2 separate regions of the Rattus norvegicus genome follow, and region 2 is linked to region 1. A link is a contact called in public Hi-C data. All regions are on one chromosome and are shown on one strand. The core of a region is the stretch at or near the end of the contact, and the rest is flanking DNA. Distances in the headings are between cores, read along the strand shown.

Region 1 (6,430 bases), core at 2,239-4,738:
GGAGGGAGGGGAGGTAGTAGATGAATGTGATGTGGACCTCGGCACACCAAGACCTGCTGGACGTATCAATCAATCATGCCCAGATGTTATGAGAGAAAAAATGTTATATGCGGTTAACTAGGAAACACTGCCCCCAAAGCCATTAGTGCTACAGATGGCAGGTGAGACAAGAGTGGCGAATGCTGCAGGGATGTGGGAACTCAGCAACTCAGGTGCTCCCAGCCCCAAGGTCTCATTTCATCCTTTTTGCCAGGGCTAGAGTCATATGGCAGCCCATTCCCAAGCCCCTATTAGTGCTGCTGGATTGCTGACGAGCCTGAGGTAGCATGCACTGCCCTGTCCACTTTTCCTGTCAAGTGAAGCTCGAGGGATTGGAATCAGAACCGTAGATTGAACCCTTGTACATAAGGCTAGCTTGTCTTGGCCTCAGAAAACATGGAGATGGTGAGCAGGAGGGATGGGCAGCTCAGAGGTCCCTAAGACAGGCTAGAGCCCTGCCCATGGGGTCTTTAAAGGGGCTGCTGAAAGCATGCATGCAAGCAATATTATAAAGACTGAACAGGTTGTCCTTAGGTATTTAGAAATGTGTATATACATACATATATTCACATACGTATGTGACGATTAATTTTAAAAGATGTCATAAATTTGAAAAGGGGCAGGAAAAGAGTATATGGGGGAGTTGGAAGGAGAAAAAGGAAGGGGGAAATGATGTAATTATGTTATAATCTTTAAAAATAGCTGGGTGGTGGTGACACATGCCCTTAATTCCAGCACTCGAGGTAGAGATAAACAGATTTTAAAGTGACTGGCAAGGATATACTTAAATTTGCCCCTACCCTATGTCCCCTAAAGCCTTCTGAGATGAAAGTATCTTCCCAGCAGCAGACAACAGAAAATTACCGCACTTGGAAGCTGTAAAATTCCCGCTAGGATGGGGCTGGGGATTTAGCTCAGTGGTTAGAGCGCTTACCTAGGAAGCGCAAGGCCCTGGGTTCGGTCCCCAGCTCCGAAAAAAAAGAACCAAAAAAAAAAAAAAAAAAAAAAATTCCCGCTAGCCACTGTACAGCCCAAGTCAGGGGTTCCAGTTCATTTATAGTGCAGTGCCTAGATGGACCACAAGAGGTCGCTTCCAAAGGCATTTCCATCCCATCAGCTCTTTCTTGAAGTCCCCTTTAATACGCTGAGCTGGAGCTCTCCAAGGTGGCACCAAGTCCTGCCCCGACTGGGCTGACCTCATCCTCACCCAAAAGAAGGGTGTGTGGAGTGATCTGTACCTCTGGCACCTGTCACTAGAGCCAACTCTCATTCTCCTCACTAGCCTACTGACCGCTCCTGTTTTCAGCTGCAACGGGTGTGTTGATCAAAGCAAAGTCTTTCTCACTGGGCATAGGCCAGTGGCTTACTTCTCTGCACAGTAGTACCTCCAGGCTGACAGCAGCATAGCTATGCTCTGGATAGTAGGGAAGAAGCCAGTGAAAGAGGGCATGTGAGGTTCCAACTTCTGAGGTTATGTAGCATGAAGGAAGCATAAAGCCTGGCCTCTTCCCTTCAGCCCTCTCTGAGACCCACATCATTGTCCTATAGTTGCTAGTCTATTTTTGGGCACAGCGATGGAAGACCAGTCAATTTGCATGGCAATCTCCACTTCCCCCATGACATTATTCTTTCTAGGCACCAAGGGAGGGCCACTGGAGAAATGCAAAGTGTCACTCTCTCTCTCTCTCTCTCTCTCTCTCTCTCTCTCTCTCTCTCTCTCATGCACGCACGCACGCGCGTGCGTGTGTGTGTGTGTGTGTGTGTGTGTGTGCGCGCGTGTGTGTGTGAGAGAGAGAGGCACTAAAACTTCACAGAGCGCTAAAACTTCACACAGATATTTATGTTCTTTTTGATTTACAGTCCTGACTGTCCTAAAGGAGGAGCAACAGTTCCTCAGAGACAGTAAACACGGTGTAGGGACCAAAGTCTGACTTGTGAATCAAGAAATGTTTCCTTTTTAAGGTTTGCTATAAACTCAATATGCAGCCTAAGCAAACTGACGCTCCACTCTGTGTATCTGGAAATGAAGAGTTTCAATCAAATAGTCTCTAAGTCCTTCCCAGTTTTATGGGTCTGAGAATGATGTGTGCAGTAACAGAAAAATGAGTTTAGGGGATGCTAGGCGTAGTAAGTAGTGCACGTTGATCCCAGTAATGGGACCGGAGGCAGAGGCAGATTTCTGTGAGTTCATGGCCAATCTAGTCTACATAGCAAGTTCTAGGCCAGATAGGGCTGCAGAATTTGACTGTTTTAATAGAATGAACGGAAGAAAGGGCAGGACATAGCTACATGTCACCAATGTTAATGCCGAGTGGGGTTCATTCATTCACAATTAGGCAGTGTATCTGTCTACATTGGAAAGTGATAACAACGGGATAACAGCGTACACCCAAAGAGAAGCATGTCTTACTGCTCAGAAGTCGAGGTGAGGGGCTCAAACTACAAATCCCAGTATGCAATACGGTAGCTCTCAAAAGTATCTTTTCCCGGCAAGCTTTTTCCCCAATACATCCTGCAGTACTGTGCGGCGCTTGCACGTGGAACTACAACTCCCACAATCCATGAGTTCCATCGCGATTCTTACTCCCAGAGTGCAATGTGTTCCCGTTCACCCTTTGAACACTGCGCGTTGCAAGATGGGGGTTGAAGTCAGCTGTAGGCAGGTACCTGGGCGTTGTCAGGATTACGGACTGTTTGGGCTTTTGACTTCCTCTTTAAGAGTAGTTCTCAGGGACAGTGGTTAAGAGAGGGTGGTAACAGACAGGTTGAATTACCCTTGGTTCCATCAGGACCCAAGGCAGCAATGCTCCTGCTAAAATTAGGTGCAGATAGTGGAAATTAAGTGGAAACAGCAGCCGTCCAATCTGCCACCAAAAGTGTCTTTTTTTTTTTGTCGCAATTTTTTTTTCTCTTTACCAACATGTCGGCCTAGTCCAGACACACCTGACACTGGAGCCATACAGTTCACTACACCATCCATATGCTGCCTACTAGCTCCATACAACAATCACATACTCCTCCTTGGTTGTGACTGAGAACTCCAAGGGCATGGTAGCCCAAATCTCATTACCAAAATGGCGAAAGGAGAAGCTTTTTTTGTGCAGGCCGCCAGGTACAATACGCCTGCGCGTGAAGCGGGTGTGTTAAGGGACGGGGGTGGCAATCCAACACGCCTGCGCGGGACCAGAGACCGTGGTCTGCACACAAACACCAATGGGTGAAGCCCCTTCAAGTTCCTGCGGCTGCGCCATGACCCCTACGCTCTTTCCCAAGCGCCTAAGCGAGGCCTCAGGTTCCGCCCTTTAATCGTAGTACGCTGGCGCACGGCAGAAAGGCGGTGCTTCTGGGCTCCAGGCGAATGCCAGCGCGGCTGCGCGCTGGGGGGTACCCCATCACCGCGGCTGCGCGGGAGCCAGGCCGCCGGCTGTCACTGCGGTTGCGCGCGGCGAGCGGCGATCCCGGGGCGCCTGCGCGGGTGGCTTTGCGGGCGCTCGCGGTAAGTTTGCGCCAAGTGCGCGGCAGCCGGGACGCAGACGGCAGCGGCGGCGAGAGGCGGAGCCCGGGGACCACCCCCCATCATCCTCCCCAGAGTCACCTCACGAACCACAACCTCACCTAACCTCTCACCCCCCCTCCGGTCCCCCAACCCAGGGATGGCAGCGCCCGCTAGCCTTCCCGGCCGGACCAGCGGTCGCCAGAGCCAGCTTTAGCCTGTGGGCCTAGGCCCCGCCAAGGCCTGACCCCCGGAGCCGAGATCCACTGTGCAACCAGCCGCCGGGCCGGGGCTGAGGGGTTGCTCCCCTCTCACGGCCCGTGGAGAGGACGCTGCCGTCCCAGGGACTGGGGGCCGGGGGGTGGGGGGGAGCCAGGGCGAGGAAGTCGGAAACTGTGTTGGGAAGAGAGAAGGGGACCGGGGGTCAGAAGTGTCCTCTTCCCCTCCTCCCCCCTCCCCCCGGGGCTGGGGGGGCCGGAGCAGAGAGCGCCCAGCCCGGGAGGTGGATGAATGTGGGAGAAAATGGAGACCAAGACGATCGTGTACGACTTGGACACGTCGGGGGGGCTGATGGAGGTAAGAGTGGCCCTCATCCCCTTCTCCCAGTGCCAGGAGGGAACCTCCGCCCCACAAAGCCGGCCCTAAGCTCGAAGCGCCAGAGGGCCGGGAAAAGGGGGGGTTCTTCCTCACCTAGTCTTTCCCTCCCCTCTGCAATTTGGGGGACCGAGCTTAGCTTCTGAGGACGTTTGCAGCAGTTTCACCTACCCGCCGCCCTCGATTCGCTCCCTGAGGCTTCAGCCCACTCCATTTCATTGCACCGGCAGGCCTCCCCACCCCCTTCTTGTCGGCCCCTTTGTGCTTTCCCCCTGCACGTCCGGGTACCAAGCTTCGGGCCTCTCCCGAGCCGGGCTTTGGAGTCCCCCACTGTCCATACAAGGAAGTGGCGAGAAGAGAACCGCGCACCCTCTCCCCATCCCCCTACCCTGATCCTCCCCATTTGGAAGGAGCTTTTCTTGTTGTGCTGCAGGAACGCAGTTAGGGTGGGCTCCCCTTGATTCCGGGGACCGAGAGGTTCTGGAAGCAGCCTGGATGGGAGGAAGAAGGACAAAAGGGGGAAGAGGGGTGGGTGACGGAGGAGCGGCGCCGGTGGGACTACGGGCTGCCCGGGAGCTCCGAATGTGCACACACGCCGTCTGTATGTGTGTGCAGCAAATCCAGGCTCTGCTGGCTCCCCCCAAGACGGACGAGGCAGAAAAGCGGAGTCGGAAGCCGGAGAAGGAGTCCCGGAGAAGCGGCAGGGCCACCAACCACGACAGCTGCGATAGCTGCAAGGAAGGTGGAGATCTCTTGTGCTGTGATCACTGCCCTGCCGCCTTCCATCTCCAGTGCTGGTAAGGGCTGGGGACCCCTTTGGAGCTCCTTGGCAGACCCTACTGGGCACATTCCATCACCAGGCCTGTAGAAATAACGGGAGCTTGCAGCCGCTAGCCGACTCTGTAGTCGTTGATGCGAGCGCCACTGCGCCCCTGGTATTTGCCGGGATCCGGCCAATTTGCGGGAAGGAGCAGCAGCATGTCTTGACCCTGGGATGGGGGTTGGGAGAAGTGAGGTGAGCCCCATCTGAGATTGGTTGTAGATTGGGAGCCGGGACTGAGCGGCTGAGTGCGGCCGGCGGCGGCGGCGGCGGCGGCGGCGACGGGGGAGGAAGGGGAGGAGCTCCAGGTTCAGTGCCGCTTGGCGGCCGCGCGCGCCCGCCGCCCTCAGGGCTGCTGCCTGGCTGGGCTCTCCTTAGGGTTAGTGTGCGGAACCCTCGGCCACCCAGTTTACCCTAGTCCTGACTCAGGCGAGCGGGTGCTTTCGACGGTGCAGGAAATCATGAATGGTGTCTCTCGAGTCCACTTCTCTGCCTCTGTGTTTACAATATGGCGACCTGCCTTTAAATTATATTTTTATTCTCAGCGCCATTTTGGCTGCATATATGATTTGCAAATGTCTCCGGGAGAACGGTGGAGGTAGCCCGTGAGCCCTTTCTGCAGAAGCTCCTTGAGGACCAGGGCTAGGCTCTTGCAGGCTTGATCCCTTTCTCTGCAGCTTGCCCCCTGTTGCCACTCCGGTGCTGCCTCCCTCCTCCCCCTTCCCTCCTCCCTCCCTGCTCTGCTGCTGCCTCTTAGGAAATCGGGCTGGGTTAGACAATTAAAATTGCCCTTGGGCGCCGATTTCTCTTCTCTGCTCTGGATCAACGAGCCCTTTGCTCAAAATTCTTTGCTGCTGGGGCAGGATTGTGTTAGGATTGTGTTTGGTGGCTCCGGAAAGGCTGTTTTAAGGAACTGAGAGCAGGAAAGCTGTGCGCTCTCCCACCCTAACTGAAGGGGGGGCTGGGTTGATCACCCGCTGTGCTGCTTGCTTGATCCTTCTCAGCCGCTCTGCCCAGAGCACTCCAGCAAGAGTTTAAACTGTCTTCTGCCAGAAGACCACTTTGCTGCCCTGCACACAAATCCCACATCTATACTTCGAACACAGAGAGCCTCTTTTTCTGATCAGCAACAGCAGACCTGAGGCTAGTGCTTAGGAGAAGAGGGCTCCCGGGGTCGGGGTGGGGGCTGTTTGTTCCCATTTTGATGGGGAAGGACGGGGTCCTGTCCTTTGTTTTGTGCCGCTCTTTTTAGTTCCTTGTTTTTAAAAAAGTGTATAAGGGCCACTTCCACCTACATTCTGAAATCTCCTGGTTTGTGGAATAGTGCCTGCTGTATTTGTACTAATTGCAGGTTTTATTAGACAGATGACTGATACTGGGCAAATTAGGACTGTGGTCAGAAGTTATGTGGGACATTCCCATTACTGACTCCAAGACACCTTTGCCTATAAAGGCACCCCACCTTGGCTTGTAATGTTCCAGAG
Region 2 (6,430 bases), core at 1,159-3,658, 200 kb after region 1:
CTCAGTTGAAGCAAAGAATAACCAATCTACAGGGAACTATCTCCCAAGGGCACAGGTTGGGCTGGTGGGCGTGGTTTGGCTGTGGGCGGGGGTCCTCCCGCCTAGACCTAAGGACCGGATGCCTGGGCGGGGCATCCCATAGTGGTGCTCTCGCTTCGGGGCGGAGCCAGCCGGGCCACGATTTCTTGGTCAGAATTGGGGCTTATTTTCTTTTTCCCTTAGCATTTCCTCCCCAGCGCCCTGGCTCACCCGAAGGCACCTCTTCCCACCACTCGGATCCGCTCGTACTTCTCCATCTCATTTCTCAGTTACGCTTCTGGACTCCTCGAGTGGCGCGTGCGCGGACCCTCCCATCCGGGAGCTCCTCCTACTAGCAGTAAAACTATTGCAGGGCGGAGCGGGTGGATCGGGGGCGTCTGTTGAGCTCTGTGCCTCTCTCTGAGTAAATAAACTCAACCTGGAGGTTAAGTCGTGTTTCTCAAACGAGAAATCAGAGAATAGTCATTTTGGGTTTCTTGACGAGTCCCAAAGGGCTCAGCACCATACCAGTCACCTTGCACACGCGTGACTTGGGCAGAGGTAGACTGGAGCGATGAGGCGCCAACTTAAGTTGCCCGGCAAAAACAAGATTGTCCCTCCAAAGTTCTAGTGAGAGTATAAAGCGAAGATCGATCCGGTCCCCGCTGTCCAGGAGTGGCACTACTTCAGAAAGATAAAGGAATTCCTTGATGGACACGTAAAGGATAAACCACCAAAACAGAACCCAGAGCCCGCTCTGTGTGGGGCGGGGAGCGGGGCTGTTTGGTGTTTGCCGAGGGAGGGACGGGGAAAACCCCAGTTGGACAAACTGATTCACCTGAAGAGTACGTGACGCGGTCTCCTGGTTATAACAACTCCTGAGCACCGTGCTCTCTGCTTCTCAGAACACCGCACAAAACGCTGCTGTAAGGGGACTCAGTCCTCTACTAAAAACCTCTAGCGTCATGGTGGGGTAAAATCAGAGAGGGTTCTACGCCTCTGTCCAGAAATAATGGGCTGGTTAGTATCACTGCTATGGTTTCGACCAGGATGAATTAAATCCTGACTTCCTCATGATGCCTGCTCTAAGGGAGAACACTTCAGTATTCAAGAGGTGGTCCTTAGCTAAGTGTTAACGTTCCTATTTTTGAATGGGCGAGGTAAGCGAGGAGAGAAGGGGTGTTTATTTTTTGTCTCCGCCCCGCCCCAAACTAGCCTACGTGGAATGACCGGAGGGAACCTGTGGTCACTGGCTCAGGCTGGAGTCAGCTGGTTTCCCAGTTAGCAAAGGAGTGCAGGGGGTAAAATGCTCACAAGACATTACATCGTGCTATCTCTTAGTAACCGAATGGGCCTTGAGTGACCCTGGAGACCCATGGGAGTTAATGTGTAACCCTGGAACCATCAGGGAAGACAGCAAACACCAGGCTTAGGTTCCTGGGTTTCTGGCTCCCCCACCCCGCCTTGATACACCGTTCTCCTAGTCCCCACTTTTTCCCCCGTGTCGTCCACTTCCACCTCCCAAAAGCACACACCCCTTCACTCCTGCACCGCCTCTGGGCTGCTCCTTTTCCTCCGGGTCTGCTGATTGCGCTCCTGAGTGGAGGCGAGCTAGGACGCCTCATCACAGTGAGGACAGACTGACACCTACTGGCCAGAAGCCGCAACTACTCTAGGACGCTGCCCTGGAGAGAGGGTCACCCCAGCTGTCTGGGCAAATCCGCAGCCTTCCCCGCCCCAGCCTCCAAGGAGCCAGAAGAGGGTTGGGACTGTCTCAGGGAGGACTGTGACAACCGCTATGCTCCAGGAGCCCAAGAATGATGGGTAGGAGTGGGGTGATGGTAGGTGACTCAACAGTTCCTAAGCACCACTCGTGCTGGGCGCCGGAGAGGCAGGTAAACACGTCGATCCAGTCCAAGAGAAGAATTGAGTCTGGGCGGAGCCCTAGTCTGAGGCCGCGTTCCTGAGCCCCCAGGATCAGGGTTTAGCAGCCCCGGCTGTGTGATGGTTCCGCCCATCTCTGCCCTGAAAAGAGTTGGGAGAGGAGCTTTCTCGAAGTACCCGCCCAGGATGTGAAAGCCGGTGGAGGCGGCGAAGGTCGGGAAGAGGCTAGTGGGGCCGTACGCATGAGGGCAGCCGAGGATGCCTTCGGATGTCGGGAGGCGCCAGAGAGGGGTGCCTCGGAAGCGATGGCGGGGACAGCCCCTTCGCGCTCTAAGTCGGCGGGTTCCGGGCGGGGCCCTGGGGGACACGGGGCTCGCGCCCTCCTCGCGGCAGAGGCGCCCGAGGGGCGGGGGCAGGCGGCGGGGCGGGGCGGGGGCGCGGGCTGCAGGGGCGGGCAGAGGCCTCTCCGGGAGCGCGGGGAGGAGCGAAGGAGCCTTGAGGGCTCCGTGAAACTGTGGGGCTGGCGGCCCGCGGCAGAAACGATCGTGGCGCGCTGGCCAGAGACTGGACGGTGTTCCCAGAACTGCCGAGGGAGACGGCTTAAAAGGCGAACAGACAGACGGCAGGGAGGGTCAGCATGCCCCTACTGTTGCACCCCGCCTGGCCGCTGCTCCTGGGCGCCACGCTGACCTTCCGGGCACTCCGGCGCGTGCTCTGTCGCCTGCCCCTGCCGGCACACGTGCAAACCGACCCCCTGCGCACCTGGCGTTGGCACAACCTACTCGTCTCCTTCACACACTCCATTGTATCTGGGATCTGGGCTCTGCTGTGGTGAGTGAACAACCCGGGGTAACGAGATGGCCGTAGGGTCTTTCGCGGGGTGCTCGGACTGGATTCCCTGTTGCTATTCCCACCACTCTCGGGTGAACAGACACCAAGGATCTCACCTGATTCCCTGTTTGGAAAACTACCCAACCAAGAACGGCTGTGGGAAACCCAAGGTACCTGGGCTTTGGCCAAGTCCCTCCTTACTCTCCAACCAGCCAATAGTAGGCGCCCACAGCACCCTGGGACTGGCAAGACTGTTGGGGGAGGTGAGGGTCCTCGGGGAGGCTGCAACCGCGAGAACATCCCTTTTTCTATTCCAGCATATGGCAAACCCCTGAAATGCTGGTGGAGATTGAAACAGCCTGGTCAGTTTGTGGCTATTTGCTTGTTTGCTTCTCTGCAGGTAGGTTGTGCCCAAGAAGGATAAGATTAGGATGGAAATTAGTTTAAAGTGTTAAGTCTTTTCCACTTTCCCTACCCCTCCACTAGGATACTTTATACATGACACAGTGGACATCGTGGTTAGCAGGCAAACTCGAGCTTCTTGGGAATACCTTGTTCATCATGTCATGGTAAGGGAGAACCCGGTGAAATGATACAGGCAAAATCTTCATAACTCTTTGAGCCAAAGAGGGAGGGAGGCCATCTTAACCCAGCAATGTCTAACTTATAAGTTGCCTAAGTCTCAGCAGAGTGCCTGGGCTTACCTACTATCTAGGTAGACTGACCCTAGTGGAGTCTGATCCTAGTAAATATAAAGAAATCTTAGCACTAAATGTTGATGCTCCTCTGCTTCTGTCCTGTCTGGTATGCCCAAGGCTGGCACAGCACCTGTTTTCAAGCGCCCTTGTTCTGTTACTTGTCTCCCCCTTCCCTCCCAGGCTATGGGCGCCTTCTTCTCTGGTATCTTTTGGAAAAGATTTGTTGGAGGTGGAGTCTTAACACTACTGGTGGAGGTCAGCAACATCTTCCTCACCTTAAGGATGATGATGAAGATAAACAATGCCCAGGATATCCTCCTCTACAAGGTCAACAAGTATGTCAACTTGGTCATGTACTTTCTCTTCAGACTGGCACCTCAGGCCTACCTCACCAAGTTCTTCCTACAGTATGCTGGCCAGAGGACCCTGGGGACATTCTTGTTGTCTATTCTGCTTATGCTGGACGTGATGATACTCATCTACTTTTCTCGCCTCCTCCGTTCTGATTTCTGCCCTGAACGTGCTCCCAGCCGCCAACAAAAAGACAAATTCTTGACTGAGTGAGAAAGGAGATCCCAGGATGTGTGACAGGGACAGCAAGCACAGCCAACAGCTTTGTAACATAAACTAGGACTCTGCCCCAAGCCTGGGTGTATTCTGGGGCCAGCCTTTCCACCTTAAGCTTACACCCACACTATTGAAAACACTAATGAAAGCTCTCTGAAGTCCTCTGTTCTTGGGCAAGGGTTGAAGCAGACCAACCGGTTGGGCATGGTAAATGGGTGAGGACAAGATGCTGTCCAAAAGCCAGTGAACCCATACCACCCCGCGATGGACGCTGACAGCTCTAAAATAACCCCTCAGCTCTTCCAAACTCTGGTATTGGTTTCACAACAGTCTCTGCCAGGGAAGGAACTCTTGTAAAGCTTGTCTTCTGAGCCTGTGATGGAGCCATGTTCCAGGGCAACTAACACCTGTCTAATAAATGGCCCCTGGTACTGAGTTAATCTAGCATGCGGGATGCATCATGGTGTGTCCCATTGGGTTAAGCATATGAAGTCTTCATTGCTCAGAGCTGGGAAAGCCCTGGGTTTGATCCCAGCACCCACCCTATTACCACAGTATGGCCTTGTCCCCACCCCAATCAGAAAGCAACAAATGACAAGCAGCATTATTTATGGTGGAAAAAAAGTATATATTTAGAATTAACCATCTGGACTCACTTTAGATGATCCCAATCTGAAAAACAAAAAAGGGAGCTAAATTACTGGAGCTGAACTCCTTAAGGTAAAGCGAGCTGGGATGACAGAACAGGAGGGTGGGGCTTGTTAGAGATAGTAAGGCAGATTTTGATGTAGATGTAGTATCTAGACAGAAGTGACTGTGCTTACCTTGTTGGCAACATCTAGAGCATCATAATCAGGAGCCAAGCGAACATATGCCTTCTTCTCTCCGTCAGGCCTGTGTGGAGAAGGAAGCCTCAGCATTGGGTGCTCACAACCCCATCCCTTCCCTCATTCCCCCACCCCAATCCTCTGGAGCATCAGTGGTTCCTTTGTTGGTGTCATTCTTTTCCAAACATTGAGTTTTCCATCATCTGCAGAGGGGCTAGGAGTCACCATGAAGCCATGGTGTGTTTAAGTAACCCCACACAAGCTTGCTGCCTGGCCCCACTCACCGTATCAGAGTATTGACTTTGGCCACATCTATATCATAGAGTTTTTTCACGGCCTGTTTGATCTGGTGCTTGTTGGCCTTAACATCCACAATGAACACAAGCGTGTTGTTGTCCTCTATTTTCTTCATAGCTGACTCGGTGGTCAGTGGGAATTTGATGATAGCATAGTGGTCAAGCCTAGGGGAGATGAGAGGAAATGGAGTTAGCTGCCCTAACACACACACTTTACTTTAGAGCAAGACTAGAATAGGTGCATCAGACAATAGACTGCAATCATCTGCATCAGACTTTGGTCGCTAAATAATGTCATCATATGCACCTGAACACCAAGGGGCTAAACTTCACATTTACAGACAAATCCTGTATAAGCTCTTGACTAAAGAATCAAGTTTAACTTATGCATTTATCCATCGGAGTTCCACATTTCCTATTTACTGAGACCAGATCAAATAAAAAGAGAAAACTATGCTCACTTGCTAGAGGTTGGCTACACTTGGCAACTATTCCTCGAGACAGGGTCTCAGGATGGAACACAAGCTGGCCTTAAATCCAAGAGCCACTTTCTTACACCTACCCTTCTGGACTGAGACAAGGTCCCATGACCTTGGAGTTCGGATCGGATCCTCTAGCCTTGATATCCCAGCATTACAGGATAACCACCAAATACGACTGATGTAAGGCTTGAGGCTGTGCTGAAAAGGCGTCCGTCCAAAGCCACAAAAAGATCCAACAGCAACTCTAAAATTGGCTTTGAGCAGTTGGGAGACAACTTTTCCTTGACATCCTGAAAAGCCAAGCTTTACTTATGCAACTGCTTTCCATTTTGAAGCTAACTGATGACTCAAGATTCTAGGTACAAATAGGAAATGAAGTGTCTGGCAAGTACTTTTCCCATATGCACAACACTTTTTCAGCAGGCACATTCTACCAAACTTCTGAGTGGTGTTAGAATTTGGTCAATTAAAGTGTTTCAGGGCTGGAGAGATGGCTCTGTGGTTAAGAGCACTGACTACCAGAGGTCCTGAGTTCAATTCCAAAAACCACATGGTGGCTTACAACCCTCTGTAATGGGATCAGATGCCCTCTTCTGGTATGTCTGAAGAGAACTACAGTACTCACATACATAAAATAAATAAATCTTTTTTCCCCAAGATTCCACACCATTCCCAGGACATGACTCCCCAATGTGACAACTTAATCATCCCACACCAATCAATCAACACTCCCAATGTGTTCCAACAAGTGCCATTACACTTGGAACCAAGATCTCTTCATAGTCAACTTTCAAATATTTTTACATGTAGTTAACTTTAAAAAGACT

What was found. Hi-C and Micro-C count contacts between places; a contact is called where the count stands out from the background.
Region 2: a contact with region 1 is called in a Hi-C map of liver, with 2.9 times the contacts expected there. The contact joins the promoter of Tlcd1 here to the promoter of Phf12 in region 1. A contact is called at or near these places in 9 of 12 Hi-C or Micro-C datasets (Schwann cells, frontal cortex, hepatocytes and 5 more) and 1 of 1 datasets of contacts at active chromatin or transcription factors (oligodendrocytes).

What each region holds. Positions count from the first base shown.
Region 1 is chr10:63,366,761-63,373,190 of GRCr8, forward strand. Phf12 (PHD finger protein 12) reads left to right here and starts at 3,489. Exons shown (of 15, transcript NM_001013117.2): 1 at 3,489-4,108; 2 at 4,742-4,923. The coding sequence starts at 4,043.
Region 2 is chr10:63,570,133-63,576,562 of GRCr8, forward strand. Tlcd1 (TLC domain containing 1) reads left to right here and starts at 2,409. Exons shown (of 4, transcript NM_001013858.1): 1 at 2,409-2,733; 2 at 3,051-3,133; 3 at 3,220-3,302; 4 at 3,612-4,442. The coding sequence starts at 2,540. The coding sequence ends at 3,995. It overlaps Nek8 (NIMA-related kinase 8), which reads right to left and starts at 356. Exons shown (of 15, transcript NM_001105804.2): 1 at 250-356. The coding sequence starts at 296. Rpl23a (ribosomal protein L23A) reads right to left here. Exons shown (of 5, transcript NM_001108283.1): 3 at 5,110-5,286; 4 at 4,823-4,892; 5 at 4,600-4,670. The coding sequence ends at 4,656. Snord42a (small nucleolar RNA, C/D box 42A) reads right to left here and starts at 5,034; the gene lies at 4,970-5,034. It also overlaps Snord4a.